2 separate regions of the Mus musculus genome follow, and region 1 is linked to region 2. Evidence: chromatin contacts called from public promoter capture Hi-C data. All regions are on one chromosome and are shown on one strand. Each heading gives the region's core, a stretch centred on a gene start, on an enhancer-like site or on the middle of the called end of the contact. The rest is flanking DNA. Distances are from core to core; before and after follow the strand shown.

Region 1 (2,777 bases), core at 183-2,682, 660 kb after region 2:
ACATTGACAGAACTTGAAAATGAACTATTATAGTTAAATTATGTAAGAAAAAATTAAATAATTAAAAGTTGACATACTCATAGAAAGTGTAAAAAAAATAGATGAAACCAAAATGCAGAAAAGTCATCATAAAGTCCTGACCTACATAACCACGATGTATTAAAATTTTCTCTGCTTTTCACACTCTGAGCTTTCCTCCTTCATCTTACCAAATAATTTTATTACCTGTTCAGAAGGCCCCCTCCTTAGCCAAGCAGTCATGGCTCACACCTTTAATCCCAGCACTGGCAGCCAGCAAGTACCAAGAGAGAAACCCTGTCTCAAAACAGAAATAAAAAAGGGGCCCTCCTTATTTCATTCCTTTCCATTCTTCCCTTTCATTTTCCTTATTTTTCCCTTTCTCATTTTTGTTTGTTTGTTTGTTTTCTTTTGTTTTTTTTTTTTTTTTTTTTTTGGTTTTTTGTTTGTAAACCTGTACTCCCTGATTTTCATGTATTTTTTTTTCCCCTTTTTTGAGACAGGGTCTCTCACTATGTAGCCCTGGTTGTCCTGGATCTCATAGAAATCCACCTGCATCCCCTCCCAAATACTGGATTAAAGGCATGTGCCAGCATATGTGGCTCAGTGTCTGCTGTTTTGTTTTGTTTTGTTTTAATTCTATGTATTTGTGCATGAAAGTGCACATTCACATTCCATGGAGCTACTTCAAGAAACTATAAGTTAGATGCCCTCAGTTTGAGTGTTACATATGAAAATTGCCTCAATTGTTGGATATGTAGGTTTTATTTTGAATATTTTGCACTGTGCTTTAATAAGCATACAGGAAAGTTAGTTTTCTCTTGTAGAGGTGTCATTTAGCACTGTGAAAACAGTTTTAGACATGATAAAGCACAAAGTTTTGTTGTAAACTCTTAAGTACACTAATTTCTTTTTTTTTCTTCTTTAGGACTCTCTGGAAGAAAAGCGGAAGCAGCAGCGATCTGAGCGCCTGGATCGGATTTTCCAACTTAGTGAGGCTCATGGGGCTCTGGCACCCGTGTATGGGACTGAAGTCCTGGATTTCTGTACCTTGCCCCAACCTGTTGCCAGCCCCATTGGTCCTCGTTCTCCTGGCCCCAGCCACCCCATCTTTTGGACTTACACTGAGGCTGCCCGTCGGGCTGTACTGTTTCCCCAGCAGCGACTAGAGCAGCTGTCAGAAATCATTGAGAGGTTGGCAGGGCTAAGTGCTGTTGGGGAGTGGGTTTGGGGGCTTAGTTCTTAGGTCTAATGAAGGTGCTAATTTCTATGGTATTTCAGGGTCATATCTTTTACAATGTTTATTTTCTTCTTTTCACAGGTTCATCTTTGTCATGCCTCCTGTGGAGGCACCTCCCCCTTCCCTGCATGCCTGCCACCCACCTCCTTGGCTGGCCCCTCATCAGGCAGCCTTCCAGGAGCAATTGGCCTGTGAGCTCTGGCCTCGAGCCCGTCCTTTGCACCGTATTGTATGTAATATGCGTACTCAGTTCCCTGACTTGAGACTCATCCAGTATGATTGTGGTGAGTTCTTGTCTATTTCAGGACCCTCAGTACTTGTTTGATTTGGTTTGAGACAGTCTTGCGTATCCTACGACCTCCTCTGTTTACTGCTGGGGCTGAGGATGGCCTTGGACTCCTCTCCACCAAATTATTCTTGAGTCTTTGTGTCAAGATCATTACATCAAAGAAACGATGCTTAGAGGCAACATTTTGGGAGCTTTTGTGGAAGTGATGTATATATGATGTTAATTGATTTGTTTATCCAGTGGTTGTCATGAACATCTGTCATTTTGCTTATCATTTGGGATAATAAGTGAGGCAGCGTAGTATAGAATATGGAAGCACACCTTTAATCTCAGCAGAGGAAGGCAGATCTCTGAGTTCAAGGCCATGCTGGTTTACAAAGGTTCTAGGACAGCCTGTACTGCAATAGAGAAACATTAAAGATCCAAAAACAAAGCAACTGGGTCTGAGGTGCACATATGTAAACTGTAATACTCAGGACAAAGAGGCAGGAGGATTGCTGCAAGTTCAAGATCTTCTGCTTATCATTATTATTATTATATAATTTTTATTGTTTCTGCTTTTTTAGAAACAGGGTCTCTTTATGGCTCTGGCAGTCTTGGAAGCTTTTATGTCTGGCTGGGCTGTAGACCAGGCTGGCTTTGAACTCAGAAATCCCTCTGCCTCTGTCTGTACACTGAATTTTTGTTCAGCAGTTGAGATGTAATATATGAGAGAAAATTTCTCTAAAAAATACATTATTTGTGGGAGGGGAGAGACCTGGGATGGTTAATACAGGCTCATAATCCCAGCATTTGAGAAGCACATTTGTGCAAGAGGGTAACTTTGAGGCCAACCTTGTTTACAAAGTGGGACCTGGTCTTAAAGAAAAAAAAAGAAATTTTTCTTGTGCATATAATGTGTCTATTCATACATGAATATGCAAGTCTACTTGCCTGTGTATGAGTTTAGAGGCCAGAGGTCAATTATTTTTCTCTATTACTTTCCCATCTATTTTCTATAATGGATTAAATTTGTTCCTTTACCATATCATGTTGTTATACAGACAATTTCATGATATATACATAACACACACACCTCATTTCACTCTCTCTCTCCCCCACCTTTATTTTTGATACGGGGTCTCTTAGTAAACCTGGAGCTCACTATTTCAGCTAGAATGGCTGACCCTCAGTTCCCCCCAACCTTGTCTTCCTATCTTTACCTCAACCCTTAGGATGCTAGGGAATCAG
Region 2 (2,795 bases), core at 188-2,687:
TTGGGAGGCAGAGGTAGGTAGATCGCTGATTTTGAGGTCAGCTTGGTTTACACAGTGCGTCAGGTCACTGGGGCTACAAATGAGACCATGTTTCAGAACAAACAAACAAAAAAAAGTAAAAGGAGGCCCAGGTGGCTCTGTGTTAAAAGCACTTACTGCTCTTGAACAGAACTGATTTCCAGCAACCACATCTGGCAGCTGAAAACCATCTCTAACTCCAGCACTAAGGGCTAAGGGATCTACCACCTTCTTCTGCCTTCCTTGGGCACCTGTGCACACATGATGCATATAAACTCTTGCAGGCACACACATATATACATAAATAAAAGTAAATCTTTAAAAAAATGGAAGAGTGGGGCCTTAGGGAGTTAAAAAATGAAAATACAAATAAAAGCAAACGATATCCATGCTTAGAGAGAGCTTTCGCTTCAATAATCAATCACACCTCCAATAGACTTCCTTGACTCTGACCCTGTCGGTCACTAATCACACAGTTGCCATGATCAGTTGTATAACTGAACAGGATAAAGCAGGAGAATGGCTCACAGGGAGAGCAAGGGTGCTATCAAGGAATGTGGGAAAAACAATCTTTCCTTTTCGTTTTCTTCTTCTTCTTCTTCTTCCTTTTTTTTTTTTTTTTTTTTTTTCTTTTCTTTTGTCAAGGCAGGGTTTGTCTGTGTAGCCCTGACTGTCCTGGAACTTGCTCTGCAGACCAGGCTGGCCTCGAACTCAGAGATCCAAATGCCCCTCAGTTTGGGGATCCAAGGTGTGTGCCACCATAACCCAGCAGGGGAGGTATCTGCATTGCGGATAACAGTCTTTTTCTCTTTTGCTAGTATTTATTAGTGTCCACTTTATAACAATTTACCAAATTGTACTTTTATGGTTTTTGTTTACATGAAAGTTATTTATTTCATAGTAAAAATAAGGCCAGCAAGATATCACAGCAGATAAAGGTTCTTGCCATGAAAGCAAGTTTGGTGACCTGAGTTTCATTCTCCTGACCCTATATAAATGTGGAGGTGAAAACCAACTCCATCAAGTGGCTCTCTGACCTCCACATGCACACCATGGCACATGGGTGGACACACACACACACACAGAAGGAAAACAGTAAAAATAATAAAAATATTCTGTTTACAGAGAAAACTGTTCCCAGTTCCCCAAGGACACAGTTGAACAGGGCTCTCAGGGACTCACATGAAGCTATGATGGAGGATGGATGCCAAGGATCTGCTTTTCCAGGTTACAGCTGCCATCCCTTCCCCACCCTAGTTCCCACAGAGCCTCACCTGACAGCAGAGTGAGGCGCAGTCTGTCGCCCTCAAAGCCGTGTTCTAGACCAGTGGAACTCTGGGCGCGGATGGAAGCAGACTGCAGTGGTACAGCAGAGGAGGCCACAGAGCAGAACCAGGAAGAAGCCCAAGCCCAGCACTCTGCTGCCACACAGAGCCAGCTCCTCCTAGTGGTGGGGACAGAGAGGAAGGGGGAATGGTGACAGTGGAGAGGGGTGGGAATCTTGGGAAGATATCGTGCCCCATTCCATGAAGAACAGAGACAGGCCTCCATGAGGCAGAGCCCTTCTGACACCTAGGGGCAGCTACGGGTCAGGTGATGGATAACATTTGTCCAGATGTTTTCCAAACTGCCTTCCTGCCCAATCATCAACTGAACTCTCAATGACTCCCCAGGGGTCACTATTCTCCACATTCCACTTAGCTTCTTCCCTTTCCCTTCCCCTTCCCTTTCCCCTTCCCCTTCCTCTTCCTCCCTCCCTCCGTTCCTTAAACAAGATCTTATTATGTCTCAGTCTGGTCTCAAACTCTCACGTTCCTTCTGCCTTCAGTCTTCTGACTGCTGCGGTAATAAGTGTTTACCGTTACAGCCAAACATAGATGTTTTCAAAATATTTTTTATATCTGTATTTGTACATGGGTGTTTTGTCTGCACATATATCTGTGCACTGCCTGTATACTGTGCCTGCAGAACCCAGGAGGGGACTTCAGATCTCCTAGGACTGATATAACAAATAGTTGAAAGTTGCTATGTGGGTACTGGGAAATGAACCCAAGTTCTCTGCTGAGGGAGTCTTTGCACTTAACCACGGAGCCATTTCTCCAGCCATAAGACTCTGATTGCCAGCAAATGCCTTTACTTGCTTAAGTCATCTTAATAGCCCTTCACATTTTAAAGACTATGCAAACAGAGCCAAAATCTGTTTCCCCAGATGGCCTCTTAAAAATTATGTAATTATTTATTTTAGTTTTTTGAGGTAGGGTTTCTTTATGTAGTCCTGGCTGTCCTGGAACTCTGTAGACCAGGCTGGCCTAGAACTCAAGAAAGATCCACCTGCCTCTGCCTCCCATGTGCTGGGATTATAGACATTGTGGTGGTTTGAATATGTTTGGCCCATAGCAGAGCAGTACTATTAGAAGGTATAGCCTTGTTGGAGGAAGTGTGTCACTGCCGGGCCAGGGTGGGTTTTGAGGTCTCAAGTCTGGCCAGAGTCAGTCTGCTCCTGGCTGCCTTCTGATCAAGATGCAGAACTCTCAGTTCGTCCTCTGACACCATGCCTGCCTGGACTCTGTCATGCTTCCTGCCTTGATAATAAAGAACTGAACCTCTGAACCTGTAAACCAGCCCCAATTAAATGTTGTCCTTTATAAGAGTTGTCTTGGTCATGGTGTCTATTCACAGCAATGGACTAAGACAGGCAGGCATGCACACACACACACACACACACACACACACACACACACACACACCCCGCCCCAGCACAAATGACCTTTTTTACT

Evidence for each region. Promoter capture Hi-C pulls out the DNA fragments that hold promoters and counts their contacts.
Region 1: a contact with region 2 is called in a promoter capture Hi-C map of liver, with 2.8 times the contacts expected there. The contact joins two enhancer-like sites. A contact is called at or near these places in 2 of 39 promoter capture datasets (both in liver).

Annotation. Positions count from the first base shown.
Region 1 is chr7:127,548,194-127,550,970 of GRCm38.p6, forward strand. It overlaps Srcap (Snf2-related CREBBP activator protein), which reads left to right. Exons shown (of 34, transcript NM_001304266.1): 26 at 947-1,212; 27 at 1,340-1,542. Among named protein-coding and RNA genes, the nearest start is that of Tmem265, 12 kb to the right of the region's middle. Within about 2 kb of position 1,433, at least 8 of the 459 cell types and tissues checked have an H3K27ac peak or open chromatin away from gene starts, as enhancers often do. A contact at or near this core is called in liver, where this site is marked.
Region 2 is chr7:126,887,599-126,890,393 of GRCm38.p6, forward strand. It overlaps Tmem219 (transmembrane protein 219), which reads right to left. Exons shown (of 6, transcript NM_026827.1): 5 at 1,293-1,462. The coding sequence ends at 1,325. Among named protein-coding and RNA genes, the nearest start is that of Taok2, 4.0 kb to the left of the region's middle. Within about 2 kb of position 1,438, at least 11 of the 459 cell types and tissues checked have an H3K27ac peak or open chromatin away from gene starts, as enhancers often do. A contact at or near this core is called in liver, where this site is marked.